Regions from separate parts of the Macaca mulatta genome. Here region 1 is linked to region 2. A link is a contact called in public Hi-C data. All regions are on one chromosome and are shown on one strand. The core of a region is the stretch at or near the end of the contact, and the rest is flanking DNA. Distances in the headings are between cores, read along the strand shown. Region 1 holds the start of NFIA (nuclear factor I A). Region 2 overlaps NFIA (nuclear factor I A).

Region 1 (6,508 bases), core at 980-3,479, 180 kb before region 2:
CCCACAAGTTCAAGATGTCCACGTGCCTGTATGTCCTGGGAGAAAGCGGAGGAGACCCTAAAACAAGGAAATTTTGTTTTGTCTGCTTGTCAGAGGCAAGTAGGAATGGATGAAGTAGAATCAGAGGTTGGTTGATTCAAAGACAGAATGCTACTTCGTTTCTTTTCTTCTTCTTTTTTTTTTTTCCTCCTTTTTTGTTTGGTTGATGATATTTTACATTTTACATAGAATTTCCAACTTTTTTCCTTATCTTTCTCTAAATGATAAACTCAAGAAAGACTAAATAATTTTAATGATGCTGCAGTTACACATGGCAATAAATGTTTTCATTGGCAAGCACAGGGCAAGTTTCTGGTAGTAGGTCCATTTGTATTTGTTAGACACAAGCTAACAACATTTCCTGCGCTACTGCAGACTCTTCTTCTGAAAAGACAGGTGACACCAAGGTAATAAAGTATACAAAGATACTTCCTAAGAGTGACGGCAATGTTTACATTTGATAATAATTCTGGCTACCACCTCTCACCCCAATATTATTAGAAGAAATCCCATGACAATAAAGAATGAGAAAGGGAAAAAAATGCCATATTTGTTGTATTTGTGGTTCATTCCTAGAAGCAGCCTGTGCATCATGCTTTAAATTAGAAATATTTTTGGTGCAACAGGATAAAATTTGCCTTAATACAGTTATTTTTGTCAAAAAAGCGTGCTAAATGGTTAAAATAATACCTACTAAAGAAGAGATCAGAAATAGGAAAGCAAAATGCACCAAATTTACCTCTTTGGAACTTAAAATATGCTCTAAACAAGTTTATCTAAATATTATTCAGTCAAAAACATGACCAGAACAAAAAATCCACTGGAAAATTAGGCAGTAAACGCACAACTTTTTAAATAATCACAGTTCGATAGCCCTGAGAAATAGTGATGGACAGATTCTCCCATACTTTGGAGTACCTATATTGAAGGCCCATACCAGAGAAAACTGTAGGTTCTTGGAAATCAAAGGATCGCTTATATTCAGAAAAAAAGAGGATGCATTTGGTGCACATCCACAAAAATTAGGACGTGTTTGGTACCCTGATAAAGGTATTTCTGCAGTTCCTAATGTTACACAATTTGAAAGAATATAACGAATACAAGTCATTCTCTCTGCTTCTTTCTCCTTCTTAGTCCTAAGTAAAATGACTTGAAATGCAGCAATTGTCTGGACTTTTTCTCACTTTAAAAAAAAAAATTATTTTTACAAACATTCTTATTGGTAGGTCCATGTTGCGGTCTACTTTTCCATACTAAAGACAGGATGTGTGGTTAAAAACCCCTGTGAAGAAGATGGCTAGGTTACAGTAAGGAAATCAGAAGTGACTTTCTCTGATTAAGGAAGAGCTCATGTCAAGTTTAGCCTGAATTGTGCTAATCCGAATTGATAATGACTGATTGCTTTGTTTACAAAGAATGGAAAAGTCCAAAATTAATTTATTTAAAAAGACACCAAAAAATATCAGTGGTGCCTAGCCCAGCATAGGTTAGAACTTGTAAAATATCAGTAACGTATTTATTTACTCACATAAAAACATACATCTAAACACAATGCCAGCCAAACCAAAAATCAAGAGACTTGAATGCTGCCATCTCTCGTTTATCTTCCTTCATGACTAAATTAACTAATGAGTTAATTTTTAAAAAATAAAGTAAGGAAAGAGAAATATTTTTTCCTGGAAATTTTTTTTAACTCCTTGGAAAACCTGTTCAGTTGTTCCCAGATTTAGTTTGAGACTTTTCCAACAGAGATGTGTAAGACAGCAAAACTGAACTAAACATTTTTTTAAATGCACAGCTCACGTTCTTGAGAAAAGTGGCTGTGAAAAACAGATACTGAATCAGACTTAAAGTCGAAGAAGGGGGGGTGAATAGGGGGGAAAAAGCCCAAAACATTGCATGATAGTCTCTAAGCAGTTCCATCTGTCAAGCAGAAATTTTAGGCTAATAGCCTGTGGCGATCTCCCTCCGCAGTCCACTACCTGCCTTTGTCCTATTAAATCTCTTTATTCTCCTTAAAAAAAAAAAAAAAAAAAAAAAAAAAAGAGGGGGGGGATTGGTTGTTGGAAGGAAAGGAAAAACCCTGCAGACCAAAATCATCTGAGTGATGAAGCCCTAATTTTAACCACCTCCCTTTGATGTGTAGCAGTGGGCTCTTGTTTTTTAAAAAGGAGAGAGGAGAAGACAGTGCTAGGAGCAGAAGACTTTTCATCTCCACTTCACCTTGCCACTGGGTCTGTGAGAGATTGGTTCATTGTCAAGGAGATTTTTTTTTTACCCATGATTCCATATGGTATGGACCGGACTACATGTTGCCCCACATGCCACTGCAAATGTTTTCTCAATTAGGTGTCTTATCTCCCGTGAGTTAGCATCAGATGAAGCTTGCTGACAGCGTAATGGCAGGGAAAGCTTCCGACGGCTCCATCAAATGGCAGCTCTGCTACGACATCTCGGCCAGAACTTGGTGGATGGTGAGTTGGCAGCCGGGGCTGCTTTTTTTTTTTTTTTTTTTTTTTTTTTTTCCTTTTCTACTTTCCCTCCCTCTTTGACAAAATGTCCCAGACCTCACATTCATCAAACTCACATTTGATTTTTTTCACACTATTCAGTGAGGCAGCCTCACACTGCTGCCTCTTGCCATCCTCTCTCTGCCACTCTGCGACTTGAGTTTTCAGGAATGCCTCCCCTCGTTTTCCATGGGACAGTATTTGGGGTTTTCTTTTTTTTTTTGTTTTTAATTCTTTTTTAAAGAGTATCAGTTGTAAGGTGGAGGTGGATATTTTAGCCAAGTCAGTCTTGGGGGAAAAAATGAGGCATTGGTCCCGGCCCTCAGGTTTTGCCCCCTCTCTCCAGTTTCACATCCCCCTTACTTTTGTTTTCAGGGACTGTGGGGTGTATAGTTTTCTCTGGCTGTGGTATTTTCTGAGGACGCGTGTTGGGCACTGGGGAGAAGCAAGCCCTGAGTGAATGCCAGTCCTGGCCAATTAATTGGATTGCCTAAAGTCACCTGTGAGAGAACTCTGGGTCCCCACTCCCTATTTTCCATCAGGGGACCCACAGCTCCCATCTAACTTTTCTCCGTTTAAATATCAGAGCAGGTTTTCCGTCTCTTAGGCACTCTAGCTCTGAGTGGAAAAGACCCGCACACACTATCTTTTAGTTACTCTGGATACAAATAAAGTTTTAATAAAGTTCTGCCACGCAGCAGCAGAATGAGTTAACTCACATGTCATGGTCCACCAGGACAGACAACCTTTGACATCTTGGATCTATAAGAGGTAGAGTGAGTTGGGAGGATGCACAATAGCTCATTGTCACAGGAGATGCAAGTCCCGTGAGGAAGAGAGTCCTCAAATCATTACTGCCCTCGTTAGGGTGGTGTCCGTTAAGGATTAATTTGTCAGCAGTGCATTTCTAGTTTTCCGTAATTATTATTCTTGCGGCAAGCGTGAATTCTTCCAGGGAGTGGAAAAAAAGTTTGCTGCCAGGACAATGAATGTATTATCCGTTCCTAACTGGACCGTGAACTTCAGCTCATTTCACATAGATATCAGTTTAAGAAAAAAAGAGAGAGAGAGAGAGGGAGAGATGTTGAAGGGGGAGACTGGCGAATGGAATTACAAAACAGGGCATGGTCAGTTTCATTGTAGGATCTGCAGAAAGAGTTCTCTTTTCCCCTTCCTGGACCAATGGTGGTATCATTTTGGCAAGTTGTAGGAATTTGGAGGACTGAGAGACTGCTAAAAGTGAGCTACCACAGGATTCCATCCGGCTGCTTCTTGGGATGCAGTATGTCCATCCTAAGGACTCTTGAGTTAAAGTGGTTGTGGGTATGTGTGTACATGTGTATTTTAACTTGTAATTCTTAACTAGACATTAGAAACTTTATCAGGAATTTCAGGACAATGTTACATGCAGCTTTTGGCTAATTAGACTAACAGTAGACTATCCACTTCGACCCTGAACTTTTGTTCAGGGCACTTATTTTCCCATTAGAGTTTTTGCCAGCAAGAACAAGGTTTACTTGTATATGCTATGATGTTGCCTATTGCTTCACTTTACACAGCTTGTTAAACATTAGAAATGAATATACTGATTGGTTTAGCAATCATTTTCTAAGTTGTAAGCTTTAAAAAAAACCTGCGCGCTGATGTCATATTTTGGGTGAAACATTCTACTTCCTTGTATTTCAAGAGCTCATAGATTTTATAGACTGTTACTTTTTATGGCAAATTGTGTCATCTCTTTTTTTTTTTTTCTTGCAAAGATCACCAAATGCTTCTCTTCTTTTAACTTGGAAAACTGTAATTTCTTTTTTGTAAAGTTTACTTGGAAGTTGCTTTTCATTTAAAATTATTTTACAGATGTTTTACCGCCGGGAATATAATATATAAAAGTGGTGGAAACATTTAGCAATGCAGCTGCCTAAAAATAAACAATGTTGAAAGCTCACATGCTGCTGTTTAGGCTGCATACTACAGGGAAGTTTCTCTCAACTTCAGGGCTTCTAGATCTTTGCTTTGAAAAGGGGTGAGAAATCAGAGCACTCTCTAAAGAAGTTATACAAGTTATCATAGGGAATAAATCAATTTGTTGCTTTCCCTCAAAGTGACCACATACCATGGCATTTCAGATCCGTCAGTTACAAATAATTCTAATGTAAATTTCCCATTATTGATGGGAAATTGAAGACTTTGATGAAGGAGGAGGGAACTAATTAAAATAATACAAATTTCACGTTTTCTCTTAGATCTCTTTCCTTGAATAACACGCTCTCCCTCTCCCTCCATTCACCCACCTCGCTATCCCAAACAATTTCCCCAGCTGAAAGAAAAATTTAAACTTCCCTCTGGCTGATATAGTTCTTTAACCAAAGGATAGTACAAGATCGGAGTTTCACACTAAAGGCAAATAAAGCTTTAAAATTACCTCATGCGTCATCTGGCTGCACAGACTCCGGGCTCATAGTGGGAACCTCCGGCTTGGTCCTCCCAGCATACAAAGGCAACTCAGTGAATGCCCCCTCCGCCCGTGGAGACACGGCCTCAGCTGCCAGCGACGGGATATGCAATTTTGCTTTTTAATGAATCGTAAACAATTTGTATGGCAAATGAGTTTGTTTGTTTTAGTTTGGGGGCATATGTTGTACCAGGTTGTAGACAGTCACTACCTACTCCAGAATTTTAGGTGGGAATGGGTAGAGCTCTGGATGATTTTTATTTTTCTAAATAATAAAGACACACTAGGATGAAAGAAACTGGTTAATAAAAGACTGAGAATAACAACCTCTCTTCTCCTTCCCTCTCTCTTTTCCTCTCTCTCCCCACCCCCCTCATAACTCCCTCAGGCTTACAGTAGGGCTTTAGCTACACTTTTTGATAACTAACTGGAAATAATTGGTTGACTCGATTAATTTTTAATTTTTTTAGGTATAAATTTTAACTTTGTCTTTAAAAGACTACTTTTGTTTAAGAAACAGTTATTTTAAAATATGAAATACTGAGAAGGGCCATCTCTGTCCTCTATCACTTTTTTTGGTTGAAGCTAAGGTTGCCTTGAGGGACATGGGATATAAGAATGGTATCATTTTTTATATCGAAATGGAGCAAGAAAGGGGTCTTGCTATTGAAAAGTCAAATAAAAACGTTTATTCAAACCCACAGAGTTGTAAACAACTTAGAAGTTAACAAGCAACCAGGTTTCGAGCATGTACATTTTAACAGTAATTACCTTTGGCGCTGCCACTTATGAGAAACCTTTTGATATCTGAGCCACTTCTCTAATGCTTTAATCATGCAAATCAAGAAATAGATATTACGTATCAACTTAATCTAGCTGTGTTGTGACATCGCTGGTAGAAACTCTCCCATAGAAAACTAAAGAACCCTCATGAAATTTTCCTCAGCTCCAAATGAAATGGAGGCACCCTACAAGCATGTATTTGCTTCAAAATATAATTCTGTCCAGCAGAATTATCTCCATTCTACCCATATGGCATAAAGTGAAGGCAGAATGAACATTCTCCTCTTCGTAATGATAACAATGTGTTATGGAACTATTTTTATGTGAATTACAAAATGCACTTGTCTTGCTTCTGCCCTCCAATTTAAAAACTCATAGTGACTGTGAAATGAAGGCAACTAAATTATCCTACAGCCCCCTCACCCAATGCTAGGTCCTGAAGCACTTATTTTGGGAGCATTCTTTAAAAAATTTGACACACACTTTTAAAATCAAGAACTGTCTGTCACTTACTCAAACTTGTACAACTCAAACTTTGCATACCAGGAAAACACTTGAGCAAAAAGAATATGCTGTGCCTTGTAGTATAAATGCCTACTTTTTAAAGTATATATGTAAAAAAATAGCAAGATATTTCTATGAAATACTGCCTTACTATGTTCAACAATTAAAAAAAAAAAAAAAAAAAACTCAACTCCAGCCTACTTCCCAAATGATTGGCAGC
Region 2 (7,390 bases), core at 58-2,557:
CTTGGTGAACTTTAGTGTGTTAGAATTGTCACAACTTTCCTTGAGGATTACTCTGAAGCCAGGCAATACAGTGGGAAATTATTAACTCCTACTTTGGTAGAGCAATTATCTGCATTACAAGGTTTATGCAATTAGCTGTTTAAGATGTCATTATATTTTGCCATCTGGTACACAGGAGTTTATGCATATGAACAGGCACGTGTTGAAGTGATTTTCACTATATGACTTGTTCTCAACCCAAGACATCGCTCTAATGAGGGGAAGTTGCCGTGCACTGTACATTAGTGGCAGGTGCACACTATCAAGCTTCATTTTCATCGAAGACCTTCATTTTTCCATTTTAAAGTATTCTGCACAAGTGCTGGAAAATTAATGAGTCGTTCGCAATTGAACAACGCCTGCAGACGCGTTCCTTAGCAGTTAGGCGGGGGCACGGCTTCAGGTAGGGGGCCACTCCTCCTCACCCGGACGGCTGCAAGGTACCCTCATTCTGTGCAAAGCCAGGGCGCGATCCACTGCAGTAAACCTCCCCTCGCGAAGAAGGAAGCGGGGCTCGCTGTTGCATCCCAGGCCGAGCGCCATAGGGGAGAGGGCGCCGCAGCGAGTCCCCAGATCCCAGCCCGGCCTCGACGCCAGGGCTCTCCCGGAGCGTGCGTCCTTGCCAGAAGCGCATTAAAACGGCGCCCTCTGGTGTCGGCTCGCGGCGGCCGGGTAAAAGCAGAGGCGCTGGGGACCGAGTTCAACTCGCCACCCTGTTCGCAAACCGAAAGATCCCCAAGTCTAGAAAGTGCCTTGCCGCTCTGCTGACGCTGTGTCCGCGGCCCCGCTGTCGCGCAGAGCTGGGCTGCGATCAGAAAGCTCGGCTACCCTGGCCCCAGATAGTGGCTCCCGGGGGAACCAGTGTGGAGGGCGAGGAGAGCCCTGGCCTTCGAAGGCAGGAAGGACGGAACCCCTAAGCCACGACCGCAGCGGGGCGCAGGGACGGCCGGGCTCCAGCCACCGAGGCCCGAACTCGACCTGTACTGCCCGGCTGCAGGCCGCGAAGGAGCCCCGGGTAATGGGGGCGGCAGGAAGGAGAGGCGCGCAGGGTTTTCCGGGCCTCCCCCAGCCCCGGGCTCTCATCTGGGCTTTGTGGGTTGGTGGTGTCTGAATCGCCGACGGGCCGAACCGTGCCGGGAAGGCGCGCGGCCCGGCGCGGGCATCTGGCCGAGGCCGCGCCGCGCTGCCATTGAAATGTGACACTGATGAACGAGCTAAGCCCGCGGCTTTCCTTGGGAGAGTTGGGAGTCGCCAGCCGCGAGATCTGCGACTCTCAGGTTCCCTGGGAAACGTTCTCCCCGCACCCCACCCTGCCTCCACCTTCGGCACTATTGCAACCCTCTCCCATTTCCCCCCAACACACACACACACACACACACACACACACACACACACACACCCCTCACGCGTTTTCCAGGAAGACGGAGTGGTGGCGGGAAAGAACAATCTGACCACGGGGAAGTTTGAGTTGGTTGGGGCTGAGTCAATTAAGTCGCCCCTTGAGCCTTTTGTTTTAGGGCTCTGATTGCAACGGCGCCTTTCGCCTTTTATATTTGGGCCTTGTGGGTGACAGTAAGGGGACAGAGGAAGGGGACGGAGCACGTGGAACCTGGCCCCTTTTGGGATGTTTCTGCACCAGCTTTTGTTGGGGGAGAGGGTGGGAAGGGAAGCAGGGAGAGTGGGTACCTTACAAGCAACCAGCAAGGATTTCTGGAGAGACAACAACGTGCGGAGCACTGAATCAGGCACCAGCAGCGTTTACTGAGAATGAAAATAGGATCTTGCAAGCTGATTAGCGAGAGAAAAATTCAAAAAAGGGACAAATTGGTTTGATTAAGTATCCAAATAGATGCAGCAAGGCTGAGTAAACAAATCAAGGATGGGTATTGGAATTGGCCAGTGGAGTCTCAGAGCATCTGTGTGTGGGCATCTCCGTGAGTCCATTGCAGTTCAGAGGTTGTTCTAGTAAGCTCAGCCTAGAAAACAGATACTAAAGTTTGAGATGACGTTGTCAAAAAAAAAAGAGTCAATCATTCGCGTTGGAAGATAAAGTTGGACAAGTAAATCAAGCCCAGACTGAGAAGGCTGAGGGGCCCAGAATCTAAAGGATAATCTACTGGCTTTGGGGCCAGACTAGCACAGAAGCAGCCCTATCCAAGCCTCTTACAAATTGTAACTATGAGTCTCTGTTTCCCTCCGTGAAATGGGGATAATTATGCCTTGGTATTGTGAGGATTACACAGGGTTAAAGGAGACAATGTCCTTGGGCCTAAATACATTTGGTATTAATATAACCCCTCCTTCTCTTTCAACCATTTCAAAATCGTTCCCATCATCCCTATGCTCTGGGCATCTTCAGGAGTTCTTCAAATAAATATGTGACTATGCTCATCTTGTTTATGTTCAGTCAGCTCTGTTGCCTCGGACACTCAGCAGTCCATGTTATACTAATATCTTTTGGAGCATCTAAATTATTTGAAAACACTGAGTTTTTACTACAAGCTTCTGGCAATTGACTTTCTGAGTAACCGGCCCATGAGACTGCTCCATTTAATGTCAATCATAAGTAATATGAGTTTATTAGACTCTCACCAGTGGCCCTAACTGAACACTCCATCCCCCATGATCAAGAGCAGCAATTCAGCTTCTTAAGCAAATTTTATTCCTGTCTGTTGTAAAAAGTCATTTCATTGTAATAAGTATCTGCTTTCCCAGAGCTAAAACTACACAGAACAGCCTGTGCCCTGCAATTGACTCAGGGAGATACCCACATTCAAAAGTACTGAGACTGGGACTTGGGAAGGTCAATGCGCTGATTCAACAAGGTGATATGAAGAACACTAATAAGTTTCAAAGTGACCTATAGTTCTGGCACGGTGGCTCACACTTGTAATCCCAGCACTTTGGGAGGCCAAGGCAGGTGAATCACCTGAGGTCAGAAGTTCGAGACTAACCTGGCCAACATGGTGAAATCCCGTCTCTACCAAAAATACAAAAATTAGCCAGGCATGGTGGTGCATGCCTGTAATCCCAGCTACTCGGGAGGCTGAGTGAGGCAGGATAATTGCTTGAACCCAGGAGGCGGAGGTTGCTGTGAGCTGAGATCACACCACTGCACTCCAGCCTGGGTGACAGAGCAAGACTCTGTGTCAAAATAAATAAATAAATAAATAACCAAAGTGACCTGTCGACTGGATCACAGCTCTGCCCTTTATTTACTAAAAAGAGCCCTGGATTGCTCATTGTTGGGAAATGGTACCAAAAAGAAGTAGCTAAAGTTTCCAGAAATATACCTATCCAGTCCACACTCTTACACCAACCAATGTGTGTTTCCATGACATGGAAGCACAATTACGAATCAGAGAATAAAACAGGTATCTCCAAAATACGCTGCTGTCTCATAGATGCGTACATATTGCAACTTGTGTAAAATGAGGCCATAGGCTGTCATTCCTACCTGCCCTAAAGTCTGTTCTCAAGTCGCCCTAGCTATATGAAGATGACGAAATGAGGAACATTGAAATTCTTGAATGAAGGTAGTAATTTCAGGAAGGAAATTTATCAGCTCAATGCTTGAGCTAGGGCATACGTTCTTTGAACATTATCCTCATGATTTTATTATAACAGAACTAAGGCATGAACTTGAAAAACGGGAGAATGGGAGAAAATTTTACCCTAAAACTAATAATGTAAGTGTTGGGAGAAATACTCTTGTATTTCTCCATATTTCTGCTAGCACCTAGAACAGTATAGAATACACAAAATACGTTCCACTAATATGTGTTGGTTTCAACTGGTTTTTCTTCACAAAGCCCTCTTATCTAATTACCAACTGGTCCCCAGAAGCTAACAATCTAACCACCTGACCTTACATTTGATAACTTTATAGTGTTAGTTACACGGTAGGGTTTTCCTGCTAACGAATCCTCTGTGGCATCTGTTTCAAAATGAAAATCTATTATATTATTAGAAACACTCTCAGTGTAAAGAAACCGGAGATGAATTGCCAAAGTCTGAGCTCACGATAATGCATGGGCAAGCAGAAGCATCATGGCTGGACCCAGTGGGAGAAAGAAGACGGAATGCACACCTTTACATCCAATGCCCAACTCAAACCCTTCTATCAGTAACTCCACACCTTTTGATGAGTTCAGTTGTTCTGGGGGATGGAAAGGAGGTTTCTGGTTAGGAATGATGAATGGGTTGGTTTGCTACTTAGGTAAGTAAGAAGAAGGGGAGCTAATGAGTAATTGTTGCACAATGACAAAACAACAGTCCTGAAAGGAGTATAATTTGCTTCCCTGAACAATCCAGTCCTTTCATCATAAAATGTTCCTATTACATGGACGCAGACCAGTAAAAACATTTGCTGTACAAAAACACCTATTGTAAATAATTTCCATAACCAGATCAACAAAGCACTATGACTATAGTTTAAATGCCAGGGTTTGACAATAGCTAGATTATACTAAACTTTTCATTGTAATGTATTCACTAAAATGACATTTGGTTGGTTTGGTCATAAAATATAAATTATTCATATTTATAAAATTACAAATTCACTCGTTCTTTGGTTTCTTCCAATGCACCCCTGCTCCCTTCTTCCATCATCAACATTTTCCTAGGAAACATTTAATCTACAATTAACTGAGGCTGAAAGCACTATCTGTTACCACATCTTCAGCGTAGCAAAACTACCGAGGCAGCCACCCTTCTGCCTGATCTTTCTTGATAACTTTTTTAAGTACCCTAAAGCCAGTTGGTGTGTTCTCAAATTGTAATGCAGTGGAAGACACCTGGGTGTGTTCTGGGAGATCTGGGCTCTCCATAACCTGGCTCTGCCACTTCTCTATGAAACTTTAAGTGACTCGCTTGATCTCCCTGAACCTCTGTTCCTCTTCTGTGATGACAGAAGTTAGTCCTATTTCACAAAGGTGTTGTGAGAATTCTATGATACCTGATATTTAAAATTCCTAATCTAGTAATCTAGCACGGAGTAGGTACTTAAAGGGAGATTAATGTTAAAGTTAGATTCTGACTGGACATGTTAGCTTGAGTCTTCAGTACCAGCTACTCAGGAGACTGAGGGAGGAGGATCCCTTGAGACCAGGAGTTTAAGGCTACAAGTATGCTATCACTGCATCTGTGAACAGCCACTGCACTCCAGCCTGGGCAACATAGCGAGACCACAACTCCAAAAGAAAAAAAAAAAAGTAGATTCTGAAATATCGATCTAGGGCTCCTAGAGTTAAAAAAAAAAAAAATTTTTTTTAAATTAAAATTTTTTTAAAGACAGAGAGTGACCCTGTCTTTAAATAAATAAATAAATAAATAAAAAGGGATAATGTATACCATATGAGATTGTGAAAAAAATTTTTTTTTTTACTCTAGAATCTGGCTCTGTCACCCAGGCTAGAGTGCAGTGGCACAATGATGGCTCACTGCAACCTCCACCGCCTGGGTTCAAGCAATTCTTCTGCTTCAGCCTCCCAAGTAGCTGAGATTACAGTGCCTGGCACCACACCCAGCTAATTTTTGTATTTCAGTAGAGACAGGGTTTCACCATGTTGGCCAGGCAGGTCTCGAACTCCTGACCTCAGGTGATCCACCCACCTCGGCCTCCCAAAGTGATGGGATTACAGGCGTGAGTCACTGCGCCCTGCCAAAAAATATTTTTAAAAGCAGAAAAAATATATAGCAACTATGGCTTGCATCCCCATGTCTTTGTTTCCTCATCTTTAAAATTGGGATAATGGGCCAGACGCAGTGGCTCATGCCCGTAATCCCAGCACTTTGGGAGGCCAAGGCAGGAGGATCCCTTGAGCCCAGGAGTTTGAGGCTGCAGTGAGCTATGATTGTGCCACTGCACCCCAGCCTGGGTGACAGAGAGTGACCCTGTCTTTAAATAAATAAATAAATAAATAAATAGGGATAATGTATACCATATGAGATTGTGAAAATTAAATGATAATTAACAAATCATTTAATAGAGGCAAATGATAATAAAAATAGTAAATAGTAATAGTAAGTCATCCACAAATATAAGATGTTGTTTGGTTTTTTGGTTTGTTTTGTTGTTGTTGTTTTTGAGACAGGTCTAGCTTGTCGCCCAGGCTGGAGTGCAGTGGTGCCATTTCAGCTCAATGCAACCTTAGCCTCCCAGGCTCAAGCCATCCCTCTGTCTTGACGGTCGAAGTAGCTAGGATTACAGGCACGGGCCACCATTCCCAGCTTTTTTTTTTCTTTTCTTTTTTTGGAGTAATGGGTTTCCCCCATGTTGCTCAGGCTGGTCTCAAGTTTCTGGGCTCAAGTGACCCACGCACCTCAGCCTCCCAAACACTGGGATTACAGGCCTGAGCCACCACACAGCCATGGTCTTTTTTTTTTTTTCTCTCTCTCTCTCTCTTTGAGCGCTCTGCTACCCAGGTTGGAGTGCAGTGGTGTGATCTCGGCTCACTGCAACCTCCATCTCCCAGGTTCAAGCGATTCTCCTACTTCAGACTACCAAGAAGCTGGGATTACAGATGTACCACCACGCCCAGGTAATTTCTGTATTTTTAGTAGAGATGGGGTTTCGTCATGTTGGCCAGGCTGGTCTCGAACTCCTGACCTCAGGTGATCCGCCCACCTCGGCCTTCCAAAGAGCTGGGATTACAGATGTGAGCCACAGCACCCGGCCTACAGCCGTTGTCTATGAGGAGATAAGCTAGCTATCAAAACTCCCAGTAACCCATCCTGTTTCCTACTCAAACACTGAAACCTCTTAGCACTCTCCACCTTCTTCTAAGGCCCTAATCTTCAAGGAACAGAAAGAAGCTAAACAGTCTTACAAGTTAGATTTCTTAGAATAAAACATGGGTTTTCACATTAGAAATAGGTGAAAGTTGGCTGGGTGCGGTGGCTCAGGCCTGTAATCCCAGTAATCCCAGCACTTTGGGAGGTGGAGGTGGGCAGATCACCTGAGATCAGGAGATCGAGACCAGTCTGGCCATCAACATGTGAAACTCCGTCTCTACTAAAAAATACAAAAAATTAGCCGGGCGTGGTGGCGCATACCTGTAGTTCCAGCTACTCAGGAGGCTGAGGCAGGAGAATTGTTTGAGCCCGGGAGGCAGAGGTTACAGTGAGCCGTGACCGCGATATTGCACTCCAGCCTGGGCGACAGAAAGACTCCGACTGAAAATAAATAAATAAATAAACAAACAAACAAACAAATAAAAACAATTTTTAAAAAAGAAATAGGTGAAAGTTCCTTAGAAGTCACCTACAGCTTCTTAGCTACATCATCTCTTTAAATTCTCACAATGACTCTATCAGACAGGTACCGCTATTCCCTCTTTTGAGGGAAGAG

What was found. A called contact is a pair of places that touch in the nucleus more often than the background predicts.
Region 1: a contact with region 2 is called in a Hi-C map of fetal cortical plate, with 3 times the contacts expected there. The contact joins the promoter of NFIA here to the enhancer-like site in region 2. A contact is called at or near these places in 3 of 14 Hi-C or Micro-C datasets (fetal cortex germinal zone, fetal cortical plate and liver).

The regions. Positions count from the first base shown.
Region 1 is chr1:179,789,226-179,795,733 of T2T-MMU8v2.0, reverse strand. NFIA (nuclear factor I A) reads left to right here and starts at 2,229. Exons shown (of 11, transcript XM_077955239.1): 1 at 2,229-2,513. The coding sequence starts at 2,418. It overlaps LOC144333114 (a long non-coding RNA gene), which reads right to left and starts at 5,053. Exons shown (of 6, transcript XR_013401497.1): 1 at 4,972-5,053; 2 at 1-57.
Region 2 is chr1:179,606,543-179,613,932 of T2T-MMU8v2.0, reverse strand. All of the region lies in intron 1 of NFIA (nuclear factor I A), which reads left to right. Among named protein-coding and RNA genes, the nearest start is that of NFIA, 180 kb to the left of the region's middle. Within about 2 kb of position 1,307, at least 15 of the 40 cell types and tissues checked have an H3K27ac peak or open chromatin away from gene starts, as enhancers often do. A contact at or near this core is called in fetal cortical plate, where this site is marked.